Linked DNA regions of Drosophila melanogaster: region 1 is linked to region 2. A link is a contact called in public ChIA-PET data. All regions are on one chromosome and are shown on one strand. The core of a region is the stretch at or near the end of the contact, and the rest is flanking DNA. Distances in the headings are between cores, read along the strand shown. Region 1 holds the start of rau (rau,). Region 2 holds the start of DIP-theta (Dpr-interacting protein theta).

Evidence for each region. ChIA-PET counts read pairs in DNA pulled down with a chosen protein or histone mark.
Region 1: a contact with region 2 is called in an RNA polymerase II ChIA-PET map of the S2 cell line, with 8 times the contacts expected there. The contact joins the promoter of rau here to the promoter of DIP-theta in region 2. A contact is called at or near these places in 2 of 107 Hi-C or Micro-C datasets (both in cellular blastoderm embryo) and 1 of 6 datasets of contacts at active chromatin or transcription factors (the S2 cell line).

Annotation. Positions count from the first base shown.
Region 1 is chr2L:5,874,063-5,880,974 of dm6, reverse strand. rau (rau,) reads left to right here and starts at 1,477. Exons shown (of 4, transcript NM_135121.3): 1 at 1,477-1,987.
Region 2 is chr2L:5,657,090-5,663,687 of dm6, reverse strand. It overlaps DIP-theta (Dpr-interacting protein theta), which reads left to right and starts at 5,128. Exons shown (of 13, transcript NM_164653.3): 1 at 5,128-5,293. It overlaps Hsp60C (Heat shock protein 60C), which reads right to left and starts at 839. Exons shown (of 2, transcript NM_164655.3): 1 at 707-839. It overlaps lncRNA:CR44821 (long non-coding RNA:CR44821), which reads left to right and starts at 1,456. Exons shown (of 1, transcript NR_124096.1): 1 at 1,456-1,786.

The DNA.
Region 1 (6,912 bases), core at 228-2,727, 220 kb before region 2:
AAGCAATTTGACTGGGCTTTATTAACACCTTCGAACAGATCTTTCGGCTTCAATGTGAATACAAAACCAGTATCAATTTGTTAAACGGCGACCTCTAATTAGGGCCTGATTCATGAATTCTTAATTGACCGCCCCGGGTCACATGCAAACATAACTTGCCGTGCTCCAACTAATTAAATTACTCTCAAAAAGCAAACAAATAAAATTGGTTCCGCATTTTTCGCTCAGATTTTCACAACTCTGCGAGTCCGTCGTCCATCAGCGACATCGACTCATCAAGTTCATCTATCAAAGTCTAATGAATTTTACTGGCGCATCAGTTGGTTGGTTTTTTCCTTCCTTTTCATTCGCAAATTATCGAGCAACAAAAAATCTGTTATTTATTTTTGTTTTTCGCTTCGCTGATGATAATTTCACTTTCATTAATAATTTTTGGACTTTTTGACTTTGTCATAATTAATTTTTAAACTTTTGCTTTTCTTTGTTGTTTCTGTGGGGTCTAAAAAACATCAAACCGAAGCAATCTACGACTTGCCGGAATGGAATATCTCGCCTGAATGTTGAACTTTCTTTCACCTTTTCAGTTTACATACTGCCAAAGTTCAGGGCTTATTTCCTGGATTTAGTTTCGCCAGACTTAAAGTTACAAAATCGATCCTGTTAATCGAATACTATAGAAGGAGTCTTAAGGTCTACCTATTAAAAATGCATCAGCTTCATATTGATTGTTGTGGAAACTGTTAAGGTAGTACAGTTTTTGAATTTTCTTGTTGTTTAGTAACTAAATAAACTACTAATGCCGTTCTAGCGTGAACACATATATACATACGATTACTAGCTAAAGTCTTCTGCTTTGAAAACTCCCTGATTTATTACAAGTCCGTAAACTCTAGCCGTGCCTCGCCCTTCAACTTTGGTCATTTATGTAGCTCTGCCCAAGCCCATCCGGCGTCGCTCGACCGCGAATCCCCATCCCCAGATTTCCATGAGGAAACCCACATGCCGGCAAAGTCTAAGTCTGATTGGAAACCAGTTTTCCTCTCTCCGAAAAGAGCGAGCCGCAGACAGAACTAGTTCGCCCGCTCACTCGCCCACGAAGCGCCAACCCACACCCCCAGTGGCTCCATTATGAACGATTTGCGTTTTCCCAAAATCCATTCACCTAACATTCATACTATTCACATGGTATCAGATCAGCTTGGCTCATTTCAAGTTGAATTAAAGTCCCCTGTAGAAGATAAGAAGAGAGAGAATTTTATAGTCAGCTTAAAAAAATTAAATATTAGTTATCAAATTATTAAATAACTTGCTAACTGCAAGTATCTGCGTTGCTTTCCGCTGATCAAGCTAGCTATAGTTTTTTTCTGAGTGCAGAGAGGCGAGAGCGCGAGAGCCAGCTCACACACACATACAAAACAGGTATCTGAATGCGACTCCTCTCAGCGGGTTAGACCTCGCAGACGCTAGCCGTGCGGCTTCAGTGCGTCTGTAAACACTGCCGAGTGCGGTACTCAATCTACATTAGCTCCGCTCGAAAATTTCCAATTCTTAGTGAACTGGCTAACGGTAGCGAGCCTATTCGAACGAAAGTGAATGTGCGTCCAGATCTAAAATAAAATTGGTACGAAAGCCAAAGGAATATACATATGTACAAAAAGTGAACAAATTCGGATAGAAACTCAAAGTGCAACGCTAAAATAAAAATCAGTGCAGCTGCTTCCTGAGTGCACCTGTTTCCCCAGCAGGGAGCACGTACGCATACGCACCTTTGGATACGCGAAGAAATGCGAAGTGGCGTAGAGTGCTTGATAACTTAATGCCAAGCAGCCAAAGGGCCCTAAAAGCGGCAGCCGAAGAAAAACGACGCGACCTTGTCTTGTCTTCGCACTCCGGACTTCTTATACCGCCATCCATCAAAGTCTCGGGCCTTAAGGTCTTGGGATTACACACAAATCACATTTGGATACTACAAATCATACGCTAGAAGGTAAGCGCCCGATCGCTGGTCCAGTTTTCGCTCTTCATCTAGAAAGTTTGATTGCTAGACGAGATCTAGTTCGGTCGATTGGGTTTCTTCTCGCCTTGGCGAAAGTCCAGAATTTTCACAGCCCACTCTCCTGCACTCAATTATCGAATTGCGCGATTAGATCCAGACAGTTTCGCTGGCCAGAGGAGTTGATTGAACCCGCAACGGTAACCAAGCTGTTGGCCAGTCACTTCCTCCATTCCCGAGGTCATCTAGGGGGATTACAATGCAAATACGGAATTGCTGAGCATCATTGTCCGGTTCTTGGCCTCCGACAAGTGTACATCCGTGGATCTGCAACTCGACAATTTGCTCAGCATTTTTTTGAATTTTTATGCAAATATTTCAAACTTCCATTAGAGGGCCACACAGGCGGACATAAGACCTTCCCAGCTATTTTGGAAATGCATAAACATTTCATGTAAATTTCTTGGTCGAGTGACTCTCTTAATTAGTCGAGTTGCTTTGTTGGCCGATTATGAATGACACAAACTTTGGGTCTCGACCAAACATTTGATTTGATGCATATCTTGTAGATTTCTGTGAGAAAATCCGTCTCTGTTGTTTCAAGCTCAGATGAATGATATCACTCAGTTCGGTAACAATGCTCATTGGGGATTTTCGATTAACAATGCCCCCCAATCGGATACACATGTGTATCATTTCATTTGTCTTTGCTGTGCTTATTGTCAAACTCCTTAATGTCAATTCCACATAATATCATCTAATGAGGAGTTGCAATAATAAGTTAGCATTGTCCACCAGACGGCGGTGTAACCATGATTACGAGTGGGGAAAATCCCGATGTCCAAAAGCGGTTGGTTTTGATTATAAAATTGCTAGCCTGAGGTGGTGGTTACCATCACTTTCTCGCAATTTTCAACGCAACCGCAGAAAAGTATTGATATCGAATTAATTTCCTGTCCTCTCGCACACAGGAGTATTCGGTCTGGAGCATTGTTTTCCTGTGGACACTGAGGGGCTAAAGATTTCACATACCAAGCACGTAGCCTCAGACCGTTTGGCCCAACTTGTTGTCTTTGTTAGGTTCTATTTGGCTAATTAAAAATCAGGAAATGCACGAGTACAATACGCCCCAGAGGGCTCAACGTGCTGCGATCCCATCCTGAATTTCAGAAGACTACGTGAGAGAGGGATTACCTTTTTGGGCCTACCTGCTCGTGTGCTACTGTCAAGTGCGGTTTCCTTCAGTTTAGCGCCTTCTGCTTCGATTTCGGAACAGGTAGTACCACCAAATCTGTGCTTAACAGAAGTATCTTGTATTGGGCTGGATACGTGAGCCATGAAAGGATATTCGCCTCATTTAGTCTTCACATTGCACACACGTAGTACTTGCGAGGGGCGTTTTAAAAGGAAGTAGTTCTATTGATTAATCGATGGCAGGAAGTCGAGGGTGGTCTGCATCAGGGATCGTTTATCTTTCGCTGGAGATCTTGGCACTAACATCTCAATTCGCTTTTATAGTTTTTAGCCATTTTCTATCATATTTGTATTTAAGAGCTCCATTCCAGTGAATGGTTGAACAAACCATTTTGTATAATTTCCTCGGTAATTTATGCGTGGCTTTATAGCTTGAGGAAGTTGCTTGACTTCCATATACAGTTATGTACATTCAAGTCTATTGTTTCTTCATCTAACCAAAGACACACCCGCACTGGCAATAAAAAGACAATAGCATTTGTCAATCGACATAAATGTGCGCTAACCGGATTTTTGCGTACATATATGTAAAAGTTCTACTCTAAATTATTCCGGCTATAAAATAAAACAATTTATTTTACTGCAATTTTCCTAAGCTATTTTATTTTATTTCACACCCGAAGTCGTACATTCTCTTGTTGATTCTTAAATTGATTTACAATTTATTCGAGCGTTGGCAACACAATTTGATGTTGGAGCTTAGCATTCCGAAATATTCAAAATTCAATTGAAATGAATGCTGGCCCGAATCGGGGGTTTTTTTCGGTTATATATTATGCACTGCAGCCTCGTTTAACGTTTCTCGCTAACTCGGCTAAATTACAGCGAAAATCGTACTGAGTCAGCGGCTTCAAAATGGTAAATTCAATAAACAAGTTCAGCAGCGAAATGAAAAAATAATATACGACTTCTTTAATATAAATGATGGCACAAAGTCAGCAAAAAACTGGAAGTTGGCGCTTTTACTCGTGGTTTTTCTCTCAGCCGCTCTCGGTTGATATTTTTTTTTGTTGACACTTCGTTTTGTTAACAATTAATTAACAAAAAACCAAGGTACACAAAGCCTGTTAACTGTTTGTTTGCGCACGGCAACCTGTGAGATATGGTGGCGTAAAACAATTATAACGCCTTATGGCATCTGGTTTTCTCTAGCACTACAATGTATAATTCGAAACGATTAGGCATTGGGGAATTTGTGTGTTAAGTGATTCCGTATTGATTTGGCTTTCAGCGAAACTATGTAGTATTAGTCATAAGAAGCAAATTTGCATTGTAAATGGGTTACTGCGAAAAGAGCTTAGAGATTAAGTTGTACTGATGATCAGTCTTCTTATGATAGGAACATCTTGTCTTGGGAAATACCTTTCACATTTTAGTAGATTGTCCTAGATTAATATCCCTTTATTACATTATATAAGCGCAGGTGTCTTCGCTGATCCCCATACTTTGCTTTACGAGCAGAAAAAGTTCATCTGGAACTTTCTTCTGTCCAATTGAGTTTCTTCACCTCGCTTTTATCACTTTTTCCAGCAGTTCAGATGATCCATTAGGGTCAAAAGCTGGGTAACCTTTCGCTATGAACCGAGCAAAACCTCGTAAAACTTTCATTAGGCCGTAAATCTAGCTGCGAAATGTATCTCACAGTGGCCATCTTATCGGCTGGGAAATCGTTCTCGCCACTGACTTTCCACCAACACGTGCCTCTGTAATCCGCCCACCTGAATTGGCGACCGATTCTCACGCCTAAAAAGAAAAGCAAACTTACCACTTCAGTTCGCATTTGTGGCTGTGGATGTTGGCCCAAACCGCAAGTGATTTTGTTGCTGTTGACTTTGCAGTGGCCGGATGGTTCTGCGCCTCCGATTCCCAGCAGCTATCCTGGGACAGGAATTTGCTGGCTCGGACTCGGGCTTAATGCACTGTGGGAATGCGGAATGTTGGGAGTCCCAACAGTTGATTGACTCACCACTGCTGTGGGGATTCATTAACTGACCCTGCAAATGCAGCTTTTACTCGCCTTTAAAACGCTCGTAACCCCTCGATTCCCAGCTGGTTTTGACTACCTGGTAATCAATATGCGTGTAGCACCCATTCGACGGGGGCAAAAAGAGCTAAAGGCCGGAAACTCGCTGGATTAAAGCAAGTGAGGATTATACAAAAAAACAAAAAAAAACTCTGTGCTGAGCCACTGCAAAAAAAGACCAAAAAGCTTGCCCACTTTGGAGCTCTATTTGAGCGTTATTAATATCCGCACATCAGTCAGCGGCACAGCGGCTAAATACAAACACTTGGCCCAAAAGAAATCCAGGGCCCAAAAACCAGAGCGCTCGTATATAAAAAAAAAAACAACTACATTCTTCACACAATTGCACTCTTTGCACATCTCCTTTATTCCCTTCCGCTGGCCATGATAAATTAACCAAGCTAAAGGCCGTTGTGCCGCTCCAGCTGGACACTTGGCCACTTGGCCACTGGACGGGTGACAAGTTGACGTCTTTGTTGGCACATCATGCGCTCCGCAGGGTCTGCTGCAGGAAGCTCCATCGGATTCCCTCCCAGGCGACTTAATTGTGCGTTTGCAAATTTGTGTGAGAATCGGATTGGGTAACACCGCTGAACCTTTTGTTTTTGCCCGCTCTCTCTCCTTTCGGCCCGATTTTTTGGCAGCTCACAGTTTTCATTGATTGGCAGCAGCGCCGTTTTGATTTGTGCTTCACTTGCGCACTGGCACTTTTGAGATATTAACTTGCTGATACAAAACGAAACCGTTTGGTGCCTTGAACCTCAGCTACTGCTCCACAATTGCAAGTGAATCATATGAGTGTATATATACTCATTGCGCTTATCTTGCATCGTCTGAACTCTGAAATAGGAACAAGGCCTGCTGCATTCGCTTTCCCCGTAAGATAAACCATATATCTCGGAGGGTTCTTAATATAGAGGGCTGCTTAATATTAAAGCAACTTAATCGACACTCTAATAAACAAAACGAGGGGAGCGAAGCGCAGAAGAAATATGGAAAATATTAATTGTCGGCGCTTAAGTGGAAGCCTTCTCCTCCTCCATCTCCTCCAGCTTTCATCATATTTATGGAATATGCAAGAAAGAGTGGCATCAAAAATAAGTATTCCAGCCCCCGGTTGAGCGATATTCTGGTCTTCCAGCTCATAACTTCATTAGGGCGAGGCATGGTTCTTCACGGAATTTCGGTTTCTTTTGTATCTTTTAAAGTGGGCGAGCTGCAGATGCATCTGTGGTGGTTTTTTAAGGCCAGCCGCATTTATTTAATGATTAGTTTGGGCCTGTTGTGACTGGGGGAAGGCATTCAAGTGTGGGACAGTAATTTGTGTATTATTTTTAGCTGATTTATCCGAAACAAATGCGCAATTTGTGTGGGGTTGTGTTTGAAATCCCACCGAAGACAATGCAACGACCTTGCCTTGGATCACAAACAACGATTTCCACTGCGAAAAGCGCTTTTGTCTAGAATGGAAATTGGAATGCAATTTGGAAAAGCGCGCTTTTTATCTAAATAAGCGGCACGAAAACATTTTGTCGGTAGAAATCCATGTTGGAATTATTTATTGACAACCGCAAAAACTGGTGTACAATACCTGGCAGGCTTCCAGGAAAAATTCAAATAAAAAAAAAATACCTCTGGCTTT
Region 2 (6,598 bases), core at 3,879-6,378:
TCCATTGGCTGGATGCCAAACAGTTGGCAACTCGGAAGCCATTGCAACGATTATGAATAATTTACTCTGGCGCTTACTCTCTTAGTCGCAATTTTATATTGCATTTTCCCCAATTTTTTTTGCTGCTGGTAGTGCAGTATAAAAATGCATAAATTGAAAATTAAACTTTATGGAGCTAATTGAAGGCTGGCAATTTCGGAAACTGTTGGGTCAGCTGGAATTGATAGATGGTCGGTTCGGGATGGATTTTTTGGACTGAGTTTAAGAGTGGAAATTTTCAAATGAAATTCAATTTGACTTTTTGCTTCCATTAAATGAAAAAGGAGAGACTGGAGCAGCAGGACCCACAAATGCATCAGGGAAAATAGACTGTGGGTGTTGATTCAATTGTAGTAAACTTTTCCATTAAATGATTTCTGCCACTGAAATTTCGGGGCAAATTAAAGCATTTGCCCCACACCCAACTCTAGGTCAATTAACATTGATGGAAAACTGGGAAAGCTGGAAAAGCTGGGTACAATGCTATGGGAATGAAAGTCAATAAAATGTACAGCGATTGCAAATGTTGGGACTTCAATCAATGTGTCGATATTAAACTGGGGAGGTATATAACAATTTTTCGATGTAAATCTTCCTGTAAAAGGAAGGGAACCCTGTTCTTGGCCAAACTTTTACCTTACTTGTTATAAAGTCTTATTTACCTTACCTTTAGTTGGTCTCTAAAATATTCAGTTCCTTTCTTTTCATTAAAAAAATTTCAGCCTTTTAAAAATCAAACTCACTACTAATAATTACTGCTTGTGTTTTGTACGAAGTGTGATATTTCAGGCATTGACTGCTTTGGTTTAGACAAATAATTCAGAGGCAAATTTAAATTAAACTTATGTTTCATATTTTCCTGCTAAATTTCTTAGTTTTATTAAACTTTATTGAATAGGATCGAAATATTATTTGCACCTGTAGGCGTGTAAAAATTTTCTTTCTGAGCATCAGGAGACCGGAAGAAGTTTTCACCTTTGTAATAAAAGTACAAAATCTTCATAGATGTCGATGGCAAGAATATATATGCGCGATAAATAACTCAAATCACGTTCAGTAAACGCTTGCACATGCAAAAACAAAAAGATAATGGTATTTTATTCCTTTTGTAACCCTACTGGCATTTATCGAAGTCGATGCAAAACTGCTGTTGACATCACGTTCTGCATGTAGAAAGGCATTTTGTACACGTATACGAAGCTCATTTCTACTTCTTAGACTTTCGTGGAATGTGTTATTGAGATTTTTGCTGATATATGCAGATAATAAAATATAGTTTTAGAACAGCAAAAGAGTATGTTACATTCGTTGAAAAGTTGGCAAGAACCGGAATAAATCACATTTGCAACACTTAAATAGTTAAGCCGTTTACTATTTAAGCCCAGAGGAATTATAGTTTAGTTCTTATTCACATCACAATGCCATCGAAATGTCATCGAAAAGAAGCCAGCTTACTTTGCTTAATAGTATTTATTTGTGAAGCAATTTTGTCAGCTGGTAGTTTTTGTAGAGGCCGTTTGGAATGTCAGATGGCTCTGAAGGGTAAAATGATAATGAGATCTGGTGTTTTGCTGTGTACCAAAAAGCACCAGTTTACCTGCGTTGATCAAGTTTGTGTTTGCGGAAGACCAGAAAAGTGCAATCAGTAAATGATGAACTAATTAGTTACGCGTATGACGTATTGGTTGCTACTCGTAGTTATTCGTAGGAAAATAAAAAGCAATACATGGCGATAGAAAAATGGAGTAATCTTCTTTTTTTCATTTTAAAGGTTTAACCAAAAATGTAGAGATTTTTCGGTCTACTGGCACAATCCGCACTCCAGAAGATTCCATGTTGCATGCAGCCTTTGCTGGAGGCCTCATAATTGGTTTTCACTGCAGTCGGGTGCCAAAAACAGGAGCTGAGCCAGCAGCCAAACAGTCAACAGCGTGGGCATCAGCAAAATTAACTGCAGTCAGGTGGGTATCCTTGGACAAAGCTCCGCTCAATTGGTGAGGAGGAAGCTGCTGTTGTTGTGGCTATTGCATCCACCGCGTGATGCCAGCTAATGAAAATGACCGCCACAGATGACTGTGCTATTATGGCTAGAGCGGGGAATGGCGAATCAAAAATGGAAAGGTCCTGGGCTTACTTTCGCTCATCAATAAGCTCCATTACGTATACGCCGGGTTGGTTTCGCCCATTGCTCAGCCGACAAACAAACTCAGAGCTGTCTGTCAACCAAGTAAGGGGCTGCATTCGACCTCTGCCAATTGAGCGTTTGCGAATTTGTTTGCGCCATGGACCCCAGCATCTCAGTGCAATCAGGCGGAATATATCCCGCTTTGAGCTGGCTGCTTTTGGAATGATAGAAAGTGTTGCCTTCAAGGGAGCCTCAGTTCCTTTCTCTGCATCGTGAATTCTTTTTTCCAGCCCCCTGCTTTGCATACGCGCCACCCACTGGGCTCTTTGGTGGCCTTATTAAGTTGGCGCCTCTATGCAACTGCCATCAGCCGGGAAAGTTTTTCGCATACCTTCGATGGTCTCGGTCCTTTTTATACGCGGTATATTACCCAGTTAGCTGAATATTCTTGAGTTATATACGAAAATAATAAGAAGCAAACATGATTTATCTCAGATATTTCTGGATGTATTGTCTCAATGCGTTACTGCTGTATTTTTTTGCACTTCAACTACAATTATTTTGATATCACTTTCATACAAGCAAGTAAGACTCATTCTGATTTGTTTAGCCAATTGGGTCGATTGAGCAGGGTAACTTTTGATCGACTCCAGTTGAAAGCTCTTCTACATATTTTCACTCGCTCCAGTTTGTTGGGGTTGTCATCGTTGCAACTTCATTGTCAAAGTTGGCAAAGAGTCTTGAAGGGAAAGTTGGAGTGGGAAACTACAAAGAAATGCACAAAAACTGCGTTGTGCAAATACGGAGAACGAGAGTGGCGAAAAACGATGCAACGGTCTGCCAGTTGGGCGCTAATTATATGTAAATAGCTGGAATGAAACCGCCGCTCGAGGTGCCAGATAATTGGCCCTCATGCAACTGCCAAGTATAGTTTACAGCCGAAGTGATCAAGGGAAACAGTCTGCGAAGGAAAAATGCTCAAATTGTCGAGGCGTGAAGGACGACTCTTCTTTACGGTAAAGCTTTTGGCATGACCCCTTAGGAAGAATTAGAGAAATTTAAATGTGGCTACTTTGAGTGCCAAGGACTGTGCCCTAACTTGTTACTTAACGTGTCCTAGGCAATGACTGTTAGCTTAATTTACGGAAACTTAAATGGTACGCAATGCAATAGCAATTAGCTCAAATGCTAGATGAAATTCCTTTGCATTTAGGTCATTAGAGAAGAAAAATTTCATAACACTTCTCGGTGTGCGTGAGAAGGCATTTTCCCCCTTGGCCACTTCTTCTCCCCGGAGACAACATTCAGGACATAGAACAGCATTACAAAATTTCCCCAAAAAATTCGTAGAAATGCCAAAATAAACGAGTGGGATCGCTGGAATGAGATGGCGCAAGGTAAGGATGTGGAGGATGCTACCCACATGAGCGACAGTAACCAACACGTACAAAACGCATAAACATTCTTGCCTAAGTGAGTTTGTACATAAATTTCGAGCAACTTGCGTTGCAGGATGCGTTACAAGGAGACGATTTTGTGTGGGTCTCAGGATCTGTTTAAAGGGAATGAAGGGGGAGACTGTAGCAGTCTACTGTGAGTAGAGCTAAACTTACGCAAAAATCCATGGGAAACCAAGTGAGTTTTGAAGTTTAGACGGTTGGCTCAGTTTCGGTATCCTAATTTATTTATGCAGCCCCTGGCAAATGCAACTTTACTTAGGATGGATATCACTCAGCTATTCATCGTGTTAGCGTCAGTGCTTATTCGAAGGTATTCAGATGCAATTGTTTTATGTTCGAAAAATATCTTAACACTAAAAAATTTGTGCTACTAGCGTTTACTTTTCACCTTTGAATTTAGAAGAAAGCTAAGAATTTATGAAGATTTCCTACCAAATAACTAAATAGCATTTATTATTTTTATGACATCAAATTTTTAACTACCCAACTATTTAATACCAATTACCGACTACTGGTGTGTGCAACTTGAAAGCTGGAATTGAAATTATTCAACGAATCATGGCAATATCATTGGCTGTTTGCATTATGCAAGCATACCCGGTCCTTTGATGCTTGATGGCATTTCCCGAGCACCTACACACACGCAGCCGGAAAAGAAGCAACTTTAGTAGCATATTTCACGGCGCTGCGTCCGAAGAGAGAACGCTCTAAAGAGCACCGCTTGCCGAAGAGAGAAGCCTTGGGTAAGAGAGACCGAAGCGCACATTACTGACCTACATTAAGTAAAAATTTATTTATGCCGGCTGCCAAATTGGTTCCCCAAAGCATTGGCAGGCCCCGCTGTCCCCTGGTCCCTGGCTTTATGACTATGACGGATATGATTGTTGGTCGGAGTTTCCCTTTCCCCTCCTCGTACTTGCCCACTATTACTGCCTTTGTGGTTGTTGGCTTAAATAATAATGGCTTGTAATTTGCATAAATAATGTTTGATTTTTGCATTGATGAGGGAAGAGTGTGTTCCGCGTGTGTGTGTGTATTTGGGGAATTTTAAATGATTGAAAGCTCGGTCATCATTGGGGAATGCCGGGCTAGATGGCACGAAATTTTTGCATTTAAATCGATAAATTAGTGGAAAGAGCTCTAAAAATCAGTATGCCAGGATATGAGTCGTTTGGTCTATTTGGAAGTTGCATTGTAGATTTAAGCCCACCAAATAGGAAGAATAGTTTGCTGCTATAAGGGTCGACTTCGATGCCCCAACAATGGTTTCTTATCCTGCCACAGCACTGTTAACCAGCTAACAGAGCTCTGGCTCTGTTGCTCTCTAACGGGACCTGGTTCTCTTTGCCTTTGGAGTTCGGCTCGCTTCGGCAAGTTCGCGAGTGCTTGCCGAACTCCACGAACTCCGAGCCGAAGAGCGCTCGGTAGTCGACAGTCGTGACGAATGACGGCGATTATCGCCCTTCGAGGACTTTGTGTAATCAGTGCGTCCTGCTAAGCAAATTAGTTTAGTATGGTTTTAGTGCGCAACGCTGACGGTCGCACCAGTTCGCAGCTCTTAACACGTTGGTGTCGAAAGTCGACGCGCTCGCGTTTCGTCCCTCGCTTGAATTGAATGCCGCGAGTCGCGAGTGCCTGCGATATCATCGGAGGACAATAGCTCAGCACTGTACGTAAGCGGAAGGAATGGCCAGAATTAAATAAATAAATAAGTGCAAGACACAACCGGAGACGCTGGCTGCCAACTTCAATTTGGTACTTCATTTTTCACAGCCCGCTTAACGCAAATTGTGCCGGTCCTGGCTCCTTGCTGGGTACTAAGGTCCTGGTGCATACCCGTGCATTCTCCGCTCCCCTCCCCTGTTGATTGCATTCTTGGCGGCAAGTCGAGCGTGGCTCATTAAATGGCTGGCGAAAAAAAATGAAAGAGGAGTGCCGACTTGCGGAAAAACAATCACAGCATTTCTCTCGGCTGGTAGAGCCTGCAAACGGCATTTATAGAAGGGCCCTAGCGGCGCTGGGAAATTGTGGTATTTTATTCGTTATTTCACTTTGACTGTCACGCCAATTGAATTAATTCCACCGAGGAATTTAGGATTTAATTTGACATTTAATTATTGCAATTAAAAGTGGCCCGCAAAGCGCAGCATCAACAAAAAATGTCGTTTCAAAACAGGATTATGATCAAACAGAACGCAACGAAATTATGAAATTTTGTTTGAAAAAAAATGAATTACTTTCGAAAGTGGTTGACAACATAAAGCCGTGTCACATTACAGCAGCGGTTTGTTATAAAACGCGTAATAAATCTAAGAAAAAAGGAAAAAAGCTTTTATATTGATGAAAGGAAAACTTAAACAACAGGGTCAGAAAAACAATTATTGTATACAATAAAGGTTAACATTAATGGCAAAAGGATACATATATATATATATTTATATATATATATTTGGTTTTTATGCCTTAATAACTTGTTAGCTCTGCCCAATTCTATGATTTGAAACCCCTAGGATATTTTGTCTTTGTATTTTGTATATTAGTATCCTAAAATATCCTTCTCGTTATCAACATAAACAAAATAGCGATTTATTATTATTACAATTCCTTTGACTTCTAGCATTGCCATTGCTAGCTAAAAATATTCAAGCCTGAATGATGTGCTTAACAAATTAAGTTCCATGCAACATGATTTCTTAAGCAACGTTTATCCTTTATTATATGCATTCACTACTTTCGTATATACACATATAATTCAGAAAAGTTTGCGAAACGTCGAATACTTGGTATCAGCAAACTTTTTTGATAACTTTACTTCACTTGTAGCCCGAAAACAGTTTGAAGTGCAGGACGAAAATCACCCAAGGACGAGCTTTAACTAAATTATTGGGAGCTCGCGTCAAGTGTCAGACTTTGGGGGGGAAAATGGAATAACAGTTTGCCTTTGTTGTGTCTACAAATTTGTGGGGCGCTGTTC